Linked DNA regions of Pan troglodytes: region 1 is linked to region 2. A link is a contact called in public Hi-C data. All regions are on one chromosome and are shown on one strand. Each heading gives the region's core, a stretch centred on a gene start, on an enhancer-like site or on the middle of the called end of the contact. The rest is flanking DNA. Distances are from core to core; before and after follow the strand shown.

Region 1 (4,000 bases), core at 569-3,068, 210 kb after region 2:
CCAGCCCGGGCTGCCTGGGGCCCCAGGGCAGGGGGGTGCCCCCGGCCCCCCCGGCCTCCCTGGTCCAGCTGGCTTAGGCAAACCCGGTTTGGATGGGCTTCCTGGGGCCCCAGGAGACAAGGGTGAGTCTGGGCCTCCTGGAGTTCCAGGCCCCAGGGGGGAGCCAGGAGCTGTGGGCCCAAAAGGACCTCCTGGAGTAGACGGTGTGGGAATCCCAGGGGCAGCAGGGTTGCCAGGACCACAGGGCCCATCAGGGGCCAAAGGGGAGCCAGGGACCCGGGGCCCCCCTGGGCTGATAGGCCCCACTGGCTATGGGATGCCAGGACTGCCAGGCCCCAAGGGGGACAGGGGCCCAGCTGGGGTCCCAGGACTCTTGGGGGACAGGGGTGAGCCAGGGGAGGATGGGGAGCCAGGGGAGCAGGGCCCACAGGGTCTTGGGGGTCCCCCTGGACTTCCTGGGTCTGCAGGGCTTCCTGGCAGACGTGGGCCCCCTGGGCCTAAGGGTGAGGCAGGGCCTGGAGGACCCCCAGGAGTGCCTGGCATTCGAGGTGACCAGGGGCCTAGTGGCCTGGCTGGGAAACCAGGGGTCCCAGGTGAGAGGGGACTTCCTGGGGCCCATGGACCCCCTGGACCAACTGGGCCCAAGGGTGAGCCGGGTTTCACGGGTCGCCCTGGAGGACCAGGGGTGGCAGGAGCCCTGGGGCAGAAAGGTGACTTGGGGCTCCCTGGGCAGCCTGGCCTGAGGGGTCCCTCAGGAATCCCAGGACTCCAGGGTCCAGCTGGCCCTATTGGGCCCCAAGGCCTGCCAGGCCTGAAGGGGGAACCAGGCCTGCCAGGGCCCCCTGGAGAGGGGAGAGCAGGGGAACCTGGCACGGCTGGGCCCACGGGGCCCCCAGGGGTCCCTGGCTCCCCTGGAATCACGGGCCCTCCGGGGCCTCCCGGGCCCCCGGGACCCCCTGGTGCCCCTGGGGCCTTCGATGAGACTGGCATCGCAGGCTTGCACCTGCCCAACGGCGGTGTGGAGGGTGCCGTGCTGGGCAAGGGGGGCAAGCCACAGTTTGGGCTGGGCGAGCTGTCTGCCCATGCCACACCGGCCTTCACTGCGGTGCTCACCTCGCCCTTCCCCGCCTCGGGCATGCCCGTGAAATTTGACCGGACTCTCTACAATGGCCACAGCGGCTACAACCCAGCCACTGGCATCTTCACCTGCCCTGTGGGCGGCGTCTACTACTTTGCTTACCATGTGCACGTCAAGGGCACCAACGTGTGGGTGGCCCTGTACAAGAACAACGTGCCGGCCACCTATACCTACGATGAGTATAAGAAGGGCTACCTGGACCAGGCGTCTGGTGGAGCCGTGCTCCAGCTGCGGCCCAACGACCAGGTCTGGGTGCAGATGCCGTCGGACCAGGCCAACGGCCTCTACTCCACGGAGTACATCCACTCCTCCTTTTCAGGATTCTTGCTCTGCCCCACATAACCCGCGGGGGGCCCTGCTGCCCTGGCCTCCTCCCCTTTAGTCGTAGAGCGACCTTTTCAATTACAAAGAACCTCCTGGAAAAAAAAAACAAAAGCTGAACAGAGGCGGCCGTGGCCTTGGCCCGAGGAGACTAACTTGCTTTCTCCCTGCATGCAGGCTGAGATTGTTTCTGGAAGGGGCTGGCCTGAGTTTCTTTCCCCCAAATGTCTGTGCAGTGTCAGGGCTGCACCCCATGGGCCCTGAGGCACACAGCCCAGCCCCCTGTGAGTCCTGGCCTCTGCTGGGCCCTGAAGGAGCCGAGAGGGAGCTCAACTCCCCACCCCGCCACGTGGGGAGACAGCCCTTCCCACTGGCTCCCTGATGGCACCTGCTGGAGGAAAGGGGCACGGCCTCCCTCACAGCCCTTGGCTGGGGCTCCTCCAGCTCCCCCTGGGACCTCCAGCATATGACAGTGGACTAAGGACTGTGGGGTTTTCCTCCAAGGGGAAGGGAGAAGAGGGGACCATCGAGGTGGCGAGTGTGGACACCCTGCCAGGACTGCAGCCCCCATGGTGATGCTGCGGCATCAGACGTGTCCATGGTGGGCACAGTGCCTGTTGCCCTGGGAAAGGGCAACCCCCTTTCACTGCTCCAGTGGCAGCCATGGGGAAGGCAGTTTGTGAGGGCTTGGGGCACAGACCTGGGGCAGGAGGCAGCTCTTCACGTTCATCCCCGTCTCTCCCGGGCTGCCCCGGCCAGCTCTGGCTGTTTAGCTTGAGGGCAGCACAGAGGCCCCTGGGACACCTACAGGCCAGAAAGATCAACCTCTGTGAAGTGTCTAGAAGTATCTAGTGCAGATGGTGGCGGAGGCAGAATCGACCATCAGCAAACATGAGCACTCTTCCCTTTCTCCCCTTCCACCTGCTGCGGGCTGGGCTGGTTTTCTCAATACAAAATTGTAAGAGGATCCTTGCCACCCCAGCCAGGTATCCCCAAGGCAGAGCACCTCTCGTTTGGCCTTCTGAACAAGGTGCACGCGAGCCGGGGGATGAAGACGGCTCCCACTTCCTTTTCCTTAATAAGAACCATATGGTGGGTGTATGTGTGTACGAGAGGGGTTCATCTGTGGGGGCTTCCTCTCCTTCCACCCTCTGGTTCCAATTTCCTGTTCTAAGCAGGACTAGGGCCCAGGAGGCTAAGGCTGGGAGAGAAAGGGTGCCAACAGGTCCCTTTGGAATGAGTTGGCTCTGGACGTTTCTGCCCTTTTCCCCGATCAGAGCTCCTCTGCAGGAAACAGGCAGGATGCCCCTCCCAACCCCTCAGTCCCTACGTCAAGCGGAGTGGATAAGGCTGAGATGAGTGCTGGGAGTGGTGGACATTCCTGCTCGTGCAAAGATGGCCACTTTCCCCGCAGCTGCAGGGCCTCGCGCTCGGCCCTCGCCAGGCCAGCCCCACTCCTTGTACCAAGTGTGAACTGGGGTCATTCGGTCTGTGATCTCGTTGCACTGCTCCAAGTCTGGCTGTGTCCAGGCGGTCCATGTTGAAAATGGAGGATGGCTGCTGACTTCTGACTGGCTGAGCAGTGGGTTCCTTCAGGCTCCTTGCCAACCCTCCTCCCCTGCCCACAACTTCTCCAAACAAAGCAGGCTGTTTGCTCACTTCTTCAAAAGGAGAAATGATAACCCAAATCTGCCCAAGTGACACTTGAAAAGGTTTTGGCTGGGGTTCCTGGTGGATTTCTTACTACCTAACGCCCAAGAAAACCAACTAAGGACTCTCAAACCATACCTGGTGGGGGTTCTTTGCTCAACCTCTTCTTCCCTAGGTCAAAGCCACTATCATCTGATGTGTTAGGGATGGGTTCTGATTGGCAGAAATTAATCAGCTCCCAATGGGAGCCCACGGAACTAAGTAGGGTCCCAAGAAAAAAAACGGGAGCTATTTCACAGAGCTGAGCTTCTGCCAAATTTCATTCCTCAAACCTTTCAGGAGGGGTGGTTGGCGTTTCTAAAATGTTTATGGGATTTGAGTTGCAGGTGTCCACTTAACTGACTAGCTTTGATAAACAATGTCAGATTTTAACTATGAAAACGACATTACCTTGTGCATTTTTATATTGATTCCTATTTTTTTTTTAAGATTAAAGTTTAAATGTTTTCCACTAGTCATTTCACTTCTAACTTGGTATAGGAAGCTTAGCTCTCTACATACCGTACTATCATGTGCCCTGTATCACAGAAGATTCAGGAAAAATGCACTTGGGAATCAAAGAAAATGGAACTTCTTTTTGAAAAGACAAGCAACCATGTTAACTGTATTGACACATCCTCAATAAAACCTGTTGTATAAAACAGCACTGTGCTGAAATTGATACTGACACAGAGGTATCTCAAGCCTCTGGGTTCTGTAAGGTGTCCAGGAAGCTCTCTGGGGCTTGTGTGCCTGCTCTTAAGGATCATGCACTCCTCACCAGCTCCCTAACCTGGATTTCTGTCACCACCACATCACAAATGCCTGATGCTCGCAAGCTGCTGAGGCCAT
Region 2 (4,035 bases), core at 889-3,388:
CAGTCTGTGCAACAGAGCGAGACTCTGTCTTCAAGAAAAAAAAAAAAAATCTAAAATGCTCCAAAATCTGAAACTTTCTGAGTGCCAACATAACGCCTTAAGTGGAAAATTCCACACCTGATCTAACTCATGTGACAGGTCTCAGTCAAAATTTGTTTCATGCACAAAATTATTAAAAATACTGCACAAAATCACCTTCAGGCTATGGTTTAAGGTGTATATGAAACATAAATGAATTTCGTGTTTAGGTTGGGGTCTCATTCCCAAGCTATCTTTTTTTTCTTTTTTCTTTTTGAGATAGAGTCTTGCTCTTGTCGCCTAGGCTGGAGTGCAATGGCACAATTTCGGCTCACTGTAACCTCCGCCTCCCGAGTAGCTGGGATTACACATGCATGCCACCACGCCCAGCTAATTTTTGTATTTTTAGTAAAGATGGGGTTTCACCATGTTGGCCAGGCTAGTCTTGAACTCCTGACTTCGTGATCCACCCGCCTCGGCCTCCCAAAAGTGCTGGGATTACAGGCGTGAGCCACGGCACCCAGCAGCTATCTCATGTATATGCAAAAATTCCCAAATCCGAAACACTTCTGGTCCCAAGCCTTTTAGATAAGCGATACTCAACCGGTATTAGAATCCAAAAGGAGCCCCCACATGTCTAGGTCCACCCTCATTTAGTGACCCTCCAGCTAGGTCCGGAGAGTGCCCATGATCCCCACCTTTGTCCAAAATAGCCTGCCCCTGCCACCTGAGTGTCTTGGCTCTGTACTCACTGGGGGTGGTGGGAGTACAAAGTTGTCTGGAAAAACTCCTCTTCGTCCTTGACACTCTCCTTCCCACCAGCCCTTATCCTCTGTGGTCTGGAAAAGAAACACGCCAGTGGGGAGGTGAGCCAGGTCCCCCAAGGTCCTTTCCGGGGTCCCACTCCTTCTTATAGATATAATTTCAACGTTTATTTTAGATTCCGGGGGTACATGTGCAGGTCCACCCTTTCTCAACACCCGCTTCCCTGGGCCCCCCCACCCTGTTCCTCGCACACCTTGCTGAGTACTTTCACCACGTCCCCCCTCCGCAGCGCCAACTCGTCTGGGGCCTCAGGCTGGTAGTCAAACAGGACCCTGTAGACCTCAGGGTGGGAGACTGGGAAGAGGTCAGTCCACTGTCCTCTGAAACCAAGCCTCCCCCATCCATCAGCAGCCCCCACCTCCATCAGCCTAGCTGGCCCACCAAGTCACAACCTTGGGAGTGGCTGAGGGAGTGGGGGACCCTTTGGATGGGTGCTCACCTGTCTGCAGGTAGTCTGGAGGGCTGTCATAGGCCAGGCTGCTCAGCTAGTGGGGGAAGGGGCAGGGAGGAACTAGATGAGCCTCCAACCACCCCAAGAGGAACTCACCACCTCTGTGCCCACTCTGAGCCAACTTACCTTGGGAGGCCGCTGGGGACCAGGGCTGACTGAAGGCATGTCTGGGTTACCAAGGCCTAGTGGGGGACAGTGAGGTTAGGGAGGGTGCTAATTCACAGGTTAGGTCATGGGAGAGGGTCAAAGGGGTCACAGGGTCAGGATATGTGAATCACAGGCTCATGCCACTGGGAGGGTCATTGGAGATTGCGAGTCACAGGGTCACAGAGTCGAGGTCTCACTTGGGGGCCCACTGTCCAGCAATTCCACAAAGTTGGATGGGAAGGCTCCCAGCTGCCCGTTCTTCTTCCCCAGCCACCAGCCGTCCTCAATCTGGGGAGAGGGGAGGACGCAGAGGCGTCTGGTTCTGCCCCAAGAGTCCCTAGGATAATCTGCCACCCTTGGTTCTGCCCAAGCGCCCCTTCCTCCCTCCTTCCCTCCCGCGCTTCCCCATATCTGCACCGTCGCCATTCCCACCGTCCACACCCTCACTTCCCACCCCGCTCACTAGGGAGGCGTGTTCCATCATCCTCCCCCAAACGGTCCCATCACCTCACCCCTCACCTCCTTTAGCATTTCCACGATCTCCCCAGCTTGCAGCTTCAGCTCGTCCGCCTGCTCTGGGCTGTAGCTGAAGTTCACTTTGCACCATCTTTGGGGCCTCGGGTGTTTGGCAGGATGACCTAGCACCGGACAAGCGCGGCTGAACTCCAGTCGGACGCCCCAGTCAGAGGAGCTGGGGGAAGCGCAAGGCGCGCACGTAGCCCTTGGTACCTCCAGCCCCGCCCCAGGGCGGAGCATTGCACTCGAGAACCAATCACAGACCGCAGGGCGGCCCCGAGGTCCCGCCCAGAGCCGCGCCCGTCACTAAGAGCCGGAGACGCCGGGGTCGCACTGGCTCCGCGCACCCGCCCACCGGCGCCCGTCCCCGCCCTTGCGCTCACCTCGGCGGCGCGCACAGCGCGGCCTCCGCGCCTCTCCGGAGCCCTTCAGGGTCTCTGGGATCTCCTGGGAATCAGGGCACGGGGAAGGCGCTCTCAGCTCCCGGGGGACGTGCGCTGAGACCCCACAGCCCGCCCCTGGCTCGGCCTCACCTGCACCAGGCGCTCGGGGAAGAGGCCATAGCGGCCCCCAAACTCTCCGCGAAGCCAGCCCCGCGCGGGCACCCAGTGCACCTGCCGGACCACGTCCCCGGGCGCCAGACTCAGCTCGTCCTCCTTCTGCGCGCGGTATCCGGCCAGGACGAGGACTTCTGCGGGCGGAAGACGGGGCCGGCGTGCGGCTCAGAAAGGCCCAGCCGGGGCAGCCTGGCTGGGGCGGGCGTGTGCCCAAGCACCGTAGAGGGTAGCGGGGGTCGGGGGGTGGTGTGGGCTCTTGCTATGTCCACGGTTGCAGAGAGAGGCCACCTCAAAGCCTCCGCACTTACCCATGGTTTCCGGGGCGCCCTCCAGAGCCTGGCAGCTCCCTCTGACGGCCGAGTACTGGGCCCGCGCAGGGAGCGACCTGAGGCAAGACAGTAGGGTAAAGTAGGCGTAGCCGCCAGCCGATAGGTCGGGCCAGGTGCTGGGAGTGGGTGTGGAGAGGGGGCGGCCCGGCTCAGCAGGTCTGGCCCCCAACCCCGGGGTGAGGAGGACTCCAGGGTCTCTGGCCTGTGCAGCGGTCACAGCTCCGTCACAGGTTCTTCCGCCCACCTAAATTTTAGGCCAGCCGCCTCTCCCTTTCCCTCAGCTTTTGCCCGGAGGCTCCCAGCTACAATTTGCACAGAGCCTTTCCAGGCCCACCTTCCCCCAGCTCACAAGCTTTTGGCTTGAGGGGAAAAGGTGGGGAGAGGCACATACCAGGGTGGGGCTCCCCAGCAGGTAGCAACCGCTCTAAACCGGCCTTGAGTGAATGAAGTGGCTACCCTTGTACCAGCAATAGCTTTGAGTGGACACTTCCAGTCTGCTTTCCTTCAAGGCGTACTCCTCTCTGGCCCCGTACCCACTCTCTACCCCCATATAGGAAGGACACAGCAAAGACCCCTGCTTTGGGGCCAGAGGTCTAGTTTGGTTTCAGAAAACACCTCCAGGTTTTCCCTGGAAGTTAGGCCGGGAGAATGAATTTTACCAGCTTCCAAGATTTCTGCTCACAGTTGAGTCCTCAGCCGGCAGGAGTCTGAAGGTTAGGGCCCACCCTATGGCCAGTCCATGTGGGATAGGCTCTTTCAGGTAGAAGGCTGAGCCTACTAACCACATCCCTTGATCCCTGCCCCACCACCACGAAGGAAGCCAAAGTCCTTGCCTATGACACCAGTGGAAAAAATCTGTTTCTCCTGGGGTGTCCAAGGTACACAATGCTCCTCCCAGGAACGACTGTGTCTGTCTGGGACTCCAGCAGCCTGCGCAAGGTCCCACAGGCCCTTTGTCTTTCAGGTTTTCTGAAACTGCCGTGGGAAGTTATCTACCACCCTTAACACACACACATACTCAGGATGACAATGAACAGAGCCCGTTTACATCTGCCACTTCATTTATTTTATTTGCAGGAGGAGTTGAAACAAATTTTAAGGGAGATTTTCATTTTCCCCCTAAACATGAATCATTCAAGTAAAACCAACTTAACTATAGAAATGTAGCAAAGTAAGGGGAAAGCAGCACAAC

Evidence for each region. A called contact is a pair of places that touch in the nucleus more often than the background predicts.
Region 1: a Hi-C map of stem cell-derived neural progenitor cells shows a contact between it and region 2, with 5 times the contacts expected there. The contact joins the enhancer-like site here to the promoter of SH3D21 in region 2. A contact is called at or near these places in 2 of 7 Hi-C or Micro-C datasets (blood and stem cell-derived neural progenitor cells).

The regions. Positions count from the first base shown.
Region 1 is chr1:194,894,818-194,898,817 of NHGRI_mPanTro3-v2.0_pri, forward strand. COL8A2 (collagen type VIII alpha 2 chain) reads left to right here. Exons shown (of 4, transcript XM_001158595.8): 4 at 1-3,812. The coding sequence ends at 1,480. Among named protein-coding and RNA genes, the nearest start is that of ADPRS, 8.7 kb to the right of the region's middle. Within about 2 kb of position 1,819, at least 9 of the 24 cell types and tissues checked have an H3K27ac peak or open chromatin away from gene starts, as enhancers often do. A contact at or near this core is called in stem cell-derived neural progenitor cells, where this site is marked.
Region 2 is chr1:194,682,666-194,686,700 of NHGRI_mPanTro3-v2.0_pri, forward strand. It overlaps SH3D21 (SH3 domain containing 21), which reads right to left and starts at 2,139. Exons shown (of 13, transcript NM_001280359.1): 1 at 1,961-2,139; 2 at 1,639-1,729; 3 at 1,421-1,476; 4 at 1,283-1,328; 5 at 1,037-1,137; 6 at 771-857. The coding sequence starts at 1,972. THRAP3 (thyroid hormone receptor associated protein 3) reads right to left here. Exons shown (of 12, transcript XM_016959238.4): 12 at 3,887-4,035.